Linked DNA regions of Hordeum vulgare: region 1 is linked to region 2. Evidence: chromatin contacts called from public Hi-C data. All regions are on one chromosome and are shown on one strand. Each heading gives the region's core, a stretch centred on a gene start, on an enhancer-like site or on the middle of the called end of the contact. The rest is flanking DNA. Distances are from core to core; before and after follow the strand shown.

Region 1 (4,645 bases), core at 700-3,199, 640 kb before region 2:
CTTTCATCAAGTGGTTGGGAGTAGCGACAGTTGTTGCTAAGATGGTGTCTTCGGACAAACTAATGTACTACTTATAAGGTTTTTGTAAATAATTAATAAAATGGCTGCATGTATCGTCCACATGCATAGGCGGGGTAAACCTCCTTTTCTAAATAAAAAAATGCAGATCGAACCGGTGACTCTGCTAAAGTTGCTCTTAATGTGTTCTGCTGTTGCCGTTAGCAGTGCGGCCATCAGTCCATCAAGATTCTTGTTACGCGTCGCGAGTTAAGGTTCAGAAACGACCCCGTTACGGTTGCAACCGCATGAGTTATGACCCTTCCTCTCCATACCGTACCATCAAACGATTAACGATGTACTGTGGTACGGAATTATATTTGGCGAGAGCACATCACGTGAGCAACCACTCTTCTGATCTTCTCCGCCGTTCAGTGCCTACATGACGTGCCGGATTATATCTATAACATGTCCCTAGGATAGAACTATGAACTTAAAGCGACAAGGAGTTCTTGCAAAGCAAAGCTGTCCTGGTTCGGTTTCCTAACCATACGATGCAGTTCTCCAGCGGCATTGGTGGCGAAGTGCAAAATAAAAGTGGGAGATGGCGCGGAGCGACAACCCGAGACGAACCCAAAACAGATCACCTCTCGGTAGAGGAGTAAAAACCCATTGTCGTGCAGAGGGTGATGGTAAACCGGCGACTGAGACGGGCGCCGGAGACGGGGGAGATTGCTCGCTCGCCGGCGGCGACCGGCGAGAGAGGAAATGGGGACGGGAAGGTCGAAGGAAGCGAGGCCTTAACTGGCTAAAAGTTTGGCCTGCCCGATCAAAAACGACAGGCAGAAAGGCCCATCACCACTACCGTCCTCCTGCTGCTACCTAGCCGTGGGTAAAAGCGACGGCGGAGTGTCCACGCACACGCACACGCCCGTCGCTGTAGCCTGTAGCCTGTAGCCTGTAGCCGGCTCACGATAATTCCATTCGATGCGTAGCGTATTAATGGGAAACGGTTGGGCGCCAAGCACGCGCACGCGGCCGGCCTGTTTCCTCCTTCCTTCCTTCCTGGATCGACGATCACCACGACCCGCTAGTCTAGCTAACTGATTATACTGAAGCTACAAATCAATTCACCGAAAAGTAATCAGCTAGTAGTAGTAGTTGGTTACCTTGTCGAGGAGGAAACATGCCCACGCGACCGCCCTGGCGCAGCCCCGGTCCTCGCCGCCGGCGAAGCGGCCGCCGGAGCAGAGCCGCTTGAGGAGCCGCGCGGCGTGGTACCCCGCGGCCACGGCCGCCGCCACGACCAGCACCCTGGTCACACTCACACAGCAAGAATTCGATCAGGATCGTCGCGAAACCTGGTAGCACTACATCGATCCGTGGCCGAACATGGGGCGCGCGTGGGCGCGTAGCATGTACCAGAGGGCCTCGACGTCCTTGGGCACGGCCTTCTTCCGGATGAAGAACACCGTCTTGGTCTGTGCGCTCAGGCCGAGGAGCAGCGCGGACGCCGCCGACCCCACCGCGCACGCGCCCCGGAGGAGGCTCTCCGCCCTGCCCGACGCCACCACCGCCTGCAGCCTCGCCACCGCCCCCATGTCGCCCGGCCGCCTCGCTCGATCGGTCTCCGCCTCGCTTCCCGGCCGACGTTTTGGGGAGCTCTGTGGAGCCTTCGGACGTGAACGCTCTGGCGGGGTAGCGCGCGCGGAAAGCGTTGGGGGCCAGAGCGCGTGCTTTATATCACCGATATCCATCCATCGGCTCCCATCAATTTTGATGGGGGCTGGCTGCGGTGGTGCAAAGGGGCTCGAAAGTAGTACGTGAGCGTTGAGGCCGCCATGTTTGTATGGGATTTAAATTTTTCACCAAATTGCGTTGAATTTCATGGGCTTCACTGTAACTGCACGTATGCTTATGAACCTTTGGGCAGCTTTATAAAATGCCATGGCTTTTAGAGGATGACCAGCAATTTGTGTGCTTGATTATCGTATGCTAGTGTCTATGTCATCAACCAATAATACACCACACAATGGCTCTAATCACGTGTATCTTAAGTTGGGCAATATGGGGTTCTCAATATGGCTCTAATCACGTGTATCTTAAGCAGCGGCTCAACCGGGTGTTCCTGGACAGCGTCATGAGACGGCGTGAGTTACTGGCCGTTACGCCAGGTCGTCAAAAAACGGGCCCCCTTGTCATAATAGAGGTTAAAAGGGGCGAAGAGGCGATTAGGTGTTTTTTGCAAATGATTAGGATAAAAATTAGTGATATCTGCAAAGATTTCGTAAAAAAGTGTTTTCTGCAGAACCACGCTTCAATGTAATGGTTTTTCACAATTCACTCCCTCTCAGTGAACGCATGTTGCTAGAATGCTTGGAATAAATTCAGGTAAACGGCAACAAGAATGTTAAATATGAAACTTAAACTCTTGTGGACAAGGGATACCACTGTCCTTCTAACCATTCAATCATAGGTTGGTTTGCATACTTGACTTGTTAGCATACAAATAAACCCTCCTTACGTTTTGCAAAAACAAAAACAAAAAAAAACTCACCCTACTCTATTCTCTGTCACGTCATGATGCATTCTTCATGGTAAATTTTACAATTGATGCCGCCAACAGTATGGAATTGTCCTGTTCCTCTTCTGTATTGTGCACTCACATATCTAGAGACATGATCTGGTCACGATTAGCAGAGTTTAAGACAATGAGCTGAAGAAAGACAAACGAAAAACTCAAAGCTGCAACTAAAAAATCATTCAAAGCGATGAGCATGAGAAAATAATCTCAAAACTAACAAGGTAGGCCAAACTGATGTGATTTTAGAATTAACCAGATTAGTTGAATGAAGTGAAGAGCAATCCACAATCCTTTTTTGTACAGGAAATTTGCAACATAAATGGGAATTCACCCATTAGGAAATGTGTGAATATGCGTGGCATCCTCACGTTTTACCTCCCTAAGGCCCTGCTTGGGATGTCGTTCTAAACACTATTATATTCTTTACGAAGGGAGTATACGCTGCATTGACAGAGATTGTGAACATGGTGTGAAAGGGGGTGTAGCCATCTGCGTTTGCTTACAGTTACGGGTAGCCTTCGCAGCTTTGGGCGTCAACGAGACTGCATCAAGCGTCAACCACCTCGAATACGATACACAGCAACTTGAAACATCAACTACGATTAAAATCTTATAAAAAAAAAAAGACGCTGCATCTACTACAAATCTTAGGGAGAAAAGATATCGGACTGAGGATGATTAGGAGAAAAAAATCAAAGGGGAGAGGGGCTAATTAGGTTAGGTGTGGACACGTACCTCCGTATCTTCCGTCCGTAAGCTGGCATTCGAGAAAATTAGTGACTATTGAAAAGGAAAAAAAAATGTGTGGTTCAGTTTGCCCTCCATTTGACTGGAAGACCTCCACGTCCCATCAGCTCAACTTCTTATAAATGACATGCCCGGCTGCAACAAATGGTCACTGTATGATCACTTGATAAAAGAGGCCAAGAACATAATGCCGATGCACCACTTCAACAAAATTACTGAGCCTTACAAACATGTTCTTCCAGTAGTTATGGACCCCCAACCAAGTAACAGCCACAAAAACGTAATACTGTTCAAATCAATTCACATCGTCTTCTACAGCAATATTCTGCACAAATTAAGCTAAACGGAAAAGGCACTAAACAAGAATTTATGTTGAAATTATACAAGGAAGCGGGTCGGCATTTTTTTACAAGATAGCAGAGCTGCTCGCTGTAGATTTACAGAAAACTAGCTTCAATGGCAATCACGACGAATATGTGAGCCAAAGAACTAGTTCGCAGCAACAGCAGCTGGTATTTGAGATTTCAACTAACAGTGAGCACACGCCAAGATCTTAATCATCCAGCTCAACAATCTGTGCCCTTCTCTCCGCAGCTTTCTTCCTGACAAATATTCCCCACCTCATAGCGGCCTTTATCTTGAGCCACCCAACAACGGCTTTGCCCGATGGACGGCTGGGCTCACCTTCGAAGCCTGGGGTTGGCAATGGAGATGGCATGTAGGTCTGGTAGGAAAACGTCTCGTCTGGCAAACCAGGAGAAGCTCCACCCATATTGAAGACCCTGAGCAGCTGCTGCATGTCTTCACCCTCGAGCAGTTGGTGGCTTTTCATGCGAATGTCTTCGGTGAAATCATCAGCATACTGACTATCACGGTTGTGATGCCAATTATCGTAGCTGACATTTGCTGGTTGAATTGGATGGGCTTGAGAAATTGTGTGATGCAATTGGCTGAGTTCCAGACCCATGGCATCACTTGCTGTTCCTTGATTAGAACCCATCAACATGGTAGGCGGCAAAAATGAAAAGGCCTCATCATATGGCAACGGCACATTAGCAGATGAACTCTGAAGCTGAACAGACTGTGTTGCTGTCTGGTTGCCATCATACCCTATAGAACCATTTGAGCCTGCAATAGATGAAACAAAACATATGGTTTTCAGAAACTGCTATTCCACAGTGACATCATAAAATATTTCATACACCATTTGCTTAATTTGTACTCCCTCCGACCAATAATATAAGACCTTATTACATCCAATATCCTCGCATATAAGATGTAATAAGATCTTATATTATGGAATGGAGGGAGTATATA
Region 2 (5,158 bases), core at 1,933-4,432:
TCTTTGTATGCTCTCAGATCACCGCTGGACTTGGACACTTCGACGACGCAGTGTGCTGGTGTCACCTGGATCACCTGCACTTTTCAGATAAGCAAAGTTAGATAGATGACAGCGTGAATCTGTCAGTTTTGAAAATGCCACTTGTAGTGAGGCTAATATTCCAGATCCCACAAGTCAGTGGTGCATCCAGTGACTTTTTTCAAATGGAAAATTTTATGGTATTGATATCTTCAGTGGTAGAAGAGAATACATGGGATGGTACTTCACCTCGGCCGAGAGTGTAAGATCCAGCATGCTTCTTGATAGCAATCTGATGTCCTGAAGCTTCACCTGTGCCAAAATTGAAAACCCTGGATCACAACTTGACCTGTGATGTTCAAGAAGCTGAATTCAAATATTGCCAAGCTCTAGCTAATTACCATGGAGCTGCCCATTCTCCTTGCTGACAAACTCACATCCCGGGCTGCAGCTGTGATTATCTCCAGTGTTTCCTGCACCGAGTGCGGCGAGCCGAGCTTTGTTTTCTAGTGAATGGTGATCATGCATCATCAGCCAAGCCAGCCACCGGAAATTTAGGTACAAGCTAGAGCCATTTGTTGATGTAGGTCAAATACATATGAAACAAATTGGACAGGATATGGTCAGTGACCTGCTCTTGGAAGAGTCCTGACAAGTCGAGATCTCTGCACGTCGCTATCAACCGGAACGCGTTGATGAACTGCTCAGGCTCTGGATTTGCTGCCCCAGCTTCTCTTACCTAGACAAAAGGGAAGTCCTGGCAATTGAAGGTAGGAAATGACTGGTGCAGAGTGAAGGAAATTAATATGTGGATTTGTGTTCCAGAGCAGTGTTTATTTACTCTTACCTCTGTGCTGTGGCTGCCATCACTATTTGTGCCAGTCTCATCAATATCAACACAATCATCACCATAATCACTCTCAGTTCTCCTTACTGATGGATTGTAGCCCTCTTGGAACCACTCGTCATCGAAGATATCATTTATCTTCGCTCTCTACACCACAATTGTAAGATGACCATGCTAGTAATTAAGAACATGTGTTGGTCTAATGCTTCTAATAGGATTACCGTTATAGGAGATGGATCGAGTATCCTCAAGATAATCTTCTTCTGAGGCAGCGTTATCCATTGCGGTAATGCATACTGCGCTCGAGATATCTTTGCGACAATAGTTGTCAGTTGAAACCTCACATCAGCAAGGTGTAATGAAGCGAAAGGCATCATCAGACACTTGGATTTTTGTGCTTACCCTTCTGTACAAGTTTATCAAGCTGCAGTCCTGGAATGGCAGATAACCAGCAAGGAGCTCAAACAGGATCACTCCGCATGACCAGATGTCGGCGGCCGCCCCATCGTAAGTCCTGTGCTGAATCACCTACCAGAGCATCAAAATTTAGAAGTTGGCAATGCAAATTACTGAAACTTTGTGGCATGTACAATGCAACTTTGGGTAGTTAGGCCATGCCATGCTCTTATTTTTGCTGGAGCGCTATGATCTTTCGAATACCTCAGGAGCCACGTAGCATGGAGAGCCGCAAGATGTGGATAGCAACTGCCCTGGCTGGAAGAAAATTAGATGCAAAGTTTCGGAGTTGATCAATCTGAATCATCGACAACTGAAATGAAATGAGCCCATAGCCCTTTGCAAGTTCTTACTACCTTCCGTAGCACGCTGAGGCCAAAATCGGATACCTTGAGATTGCCCTGATTATCTAGCAACAAGTTCTCAGGCTGTTGACACTCTCAAAAGTAGAATGACTCAGTGGTGTGGCAACCATAGACGGAGCGATGATCAAGCAAGAACGCCAACCAGTTCGCATCGTCAGGGATGAAAAAGAGTTTATATCCAAACATGCAGTTATCTACGGGAGAATGGGAATGTATTGACCTTGAGATCCCTGTGAAAGACGCCTCTCCGGTGGCAATAGTCCACAGCATCAATCAGCTGGTAGAAGTACTTCTTCGCTTCCCTCTCATCCAATCTCTTGAGGTAACTCTTAACCAGAAAGAACTCAGAAACCGTAAGGAAAATCAGCTGAACAATAACCGAGAACTGTTACTTGATGAAGGTCTTACTAGCTTGTCGGAGAGCTGCCCTCCCGGAACATACTCCATCACCAGACATATCTTGGTCTTTGTCGCGATCACCTGCGTGAATGTAACCGCAGTAAGGCACGGAAGAGGCTTCAGTCCTGCCAATGCTGCATGCTTGGGCAATGGATGGAATGGTGAAGGAATTTGAGCAGCTACCTCGTGTATCTTGACTATGTTGGGGTGGTTGAGAAGCTTCATCGCGCCGATCTCTCTCTTCACCTTTAACAAGAACAAGCAAAGAGGCCGTCACGGAATGCTCTGCTCCATGGACGGCGGAGCATCGTTCACAGAAACAACAGCCGGGCCGGACACGTAGGTACCTGATACATGAGGTTGTTCCTGAGCACCGTGCTCCTGTCGATGACCTTGACCGCGACGCAGCGGCCAGTCTCGGCGTCGACGGCGAGCCGGACCTTGGCGAAGGCGCCCTCCCCGATGGTCCGGCCGACCCTGTACTTGCCAATGCTCTCCGCCAGCACCATCGTCCTCGACCTCCCGCTGCTCCCCTCCTCGTACCAAGCAAAGCAGCAAACCTTAATCCAGCAGTGGTTTGGCTGGACAGGAATGTGCGCTTGTCCGTGGTGGTAGTGTACGGTGGATGCACTGTGAAACGGAGATCAGGTGAGAAGGCAAGGTGGTTGGGGGGTTTGGAGAGAAAGTGGCCGTGGCAACGTGATTTCCGGGCGCAACTGCCGGTCGCCGTCTGGCCGTCTGCCCTCCCGTCAACGGCGTGCACAACGGCCCGGTAAAAAGGAGAGGCCCTGTGTGCCTCCCTCTCGTCGACGGCGTACATGGTCGGCCGGGCCTCTGGTCATGGAATGGAAGATGCAAGTATTGTGTGCATGCCACTTGCGCTCTTGAATCCCCACGCAAAATAATAGCGGGCAATATTATTATTATTACTACTGTTAATTATTATTATTATTATCATCATCATTATTATATACAGATTTACTAAGGAAAATGATTAACACCCACAGGTGGATTACTTCCAAATAGCAATCGTCTTCATCTTCTACCACGTGTCCATATAGCCTTATGTGTTCACCATGCCCTGTAGAAAACCACCTAAGATAGTTGCAGAGCTTTGACTTGCATGAGCATCTCTTGTTGTGAAAAGACGTATATAAATTTTCACAACAATAGCTTTGTTGCGGAATAATTCTGCAACAACACCGTTGTTGTGAAAATATTTTGCACTTTTGTAAATTTTCTGCAAACAAGACTTTTTTCGCGAAACTTTCTATGACAAGACCTTTTACAAGGAAAAAAAAATGTAACAAGACCTTTGTTGAAAAAAAATCTATGACTTAATCTATGTTGTAAAATTTCTGCAATTTAAGTCATGTTACAAAAAAAATTGTACAACACTATTCGTGTTTTAGAAAAATTTCTCAACACGATCTATGTTGCAATAGTAGAGGGTGATGCTCGGCCACTCAATCCACAAAATCATATGTCTTTCAAGGTGTCGGATCTTTTAAGAAGATCCGTCGGCCGACGCATACCAGCGCCTCCGCCACCTCCCTTGCATGACACACGTTCAAGTGAGGATCCTATATTGTCCTTCGTCGAGCACACTTCTATAAAAGGGACTATGTTTCTGAAACATATACGGTATTGCAATGTTTACAATGGGTCTATATTACAACAAAATATGTGTTGCAAAAAATTCCCGCAACAATATCTCAGTTGCAAAAGAAATGCTACAAAAGCAAAGGTGCAAATTTTTTTTTTTTTGCAACAAAAAAACATTGCAAAAAAAATCTACAACAAGTCCTATGTTGCAGAAATAATTCTGCAACAAAACGCGTGTTGCGGTGATGAAGACATGTTCAGCTCACACGATGCGATAAATCTAACACCTTGCAACCCGTAGCACGTCCCTTAATAAATAAACTAATTAAATAACGGCTGTTAGACTGATGGATCCGCGCTAGGGATCAGCCGGTTGACGCCTAGCGTCCCCAAAAAACAACATCTAGATAAATTTTAGTGATGTCTCAACTAACTCCCTAACCATATGCTCTTGCTGTTAAGATTCGTGTCTTTTTCATTGCTGCCTGCCGTGGATCGAGTCACATGTATTCCCCTAGAGTTTCGTTTGCGTGTATTCCTCAACTAATAATTTTGTCTGCCCCCTTTTCAATTCTATGACTGTAGGCCCCCTGTGTTTTCTTTGTTTGTGGGCTTTGCCTTCACCCCTCCACGTATGGGCTGCTATATTTTTCTTTTTTTTATTGCCCTGGCTGGGGTTTGGGGGGTTTGTCCCTTTCCATTTTTGTATAAGTTTTTGTTTGGTTTTCTATTTTTTTGTTTGTTTTATTTTTTATTTTTTGTTTTCCTATTTTCCTTTTGTTCTATTATTTACTTGTTTATTTCAAATTCATGATTTTTTTGTTAGTTGCATTTTACATCACCAAACATGCAATTTCATGTGTTCAACGCATCTGCAAACTTGGGGGTCAATGTGTTTTTTGTTGGAAGAGATCGCAAAAATTAAATTAGACTCTCATCTAGATGAAAATTAACTATGTCACGTCTCGCGGTTGTATCTTCACTCTGTTAGAACATTGTGGCCGCATGTTTGATTTTGGTAATTGATGATAATACCTATGGAGTAATGGATGCCTTGTGTTATATTCAAAAGACTTGTTCATAGGCATTTCTTGAAGTCACTTTGTTGGTTTCAAGGAGTTTATGAGATGACCTAGGTGGCATTCAGGAATTTATCCAAAGATTGGTCATGTGAGAGTTGAGCTTATTGCAAGCATGTCTTGAAGAAGAAGATTGTGGGAACATTCATGTTTACCTTCAAGACATCATCTTTATGAAGAGAGAAGATACGCCTCAAGGTTGATCAAGACTAAGTCAAGGAGTGAATCAAGTTGATCAACAAACCAAGCGTACATGATGTGCCGAGAGGGATCAAGTGATCCATGGTATGGTAAGCATTGTCCATTACACTTTGTGTACTAAACCATGGTCTTCGTGAGAGTTCTATGTGGGGTTAGATATGGATCCGTGGGATTGCGTGAAGATAAAG

What was found. Hi-C and Micro-C count contacts between places; a contact is called where the count stands out from the background.
Region 1: a contact with region 2 is called in a Hi-C map of seedling, with 5 times the contacts expected there. The contact joins the promoter of LOC123406353 here to the promoter of LOC123401821 in region 2. A contact is called at or near these places in 2 of 6 Hi-C or Micro-C datasets (leaf and seedling).

Annotation. Positions count from the first base shown.
Region 1 is chr6H:122,708,107-122,712,751 of MorexV3_pseudomolecules_assembly, reverse strand. LOC123406353 (CASP-like protein 2C4) reads right to left here and starts at 1,949. Exons shown (of 3, transcript XM_045099859.1): 1 at 1,420-1,949; 2 at 1,167-1,311. The coding sequence starts at 1,754. LOC123406352 (calmodulin-binding protein 60 B-like) reads right to left here. Exons shown (of 8, transcript XM_045099858.1): 8 at 3,593-4,456. The coding sequence ends at 3,882.
Region 2 is chr6H:122,068,523-122,073,680 of MorexV3_pseudomolecules_assembly, reverse strand. It overlaps LOC123401821 (CBL-interacting serine/threonine-protein kinase 21), which reads right to left and starts at 3,182. Exons shown (of 13, transcript XM_045095670.1): 1 at 2,433-3,182; 2 at 2,095-2,331; 3 at 1,907-2,014; 4 at 1,678-1,749; 5 at 1,526-1,579; 6 at 1,268-1,393; 7 at 1,087-1,176; 8 at 866-1,012; 9 at 650-757; 10 at 420-524; 11 at 268-330; 12 at 1-74. The coding sequence starts at 2,594.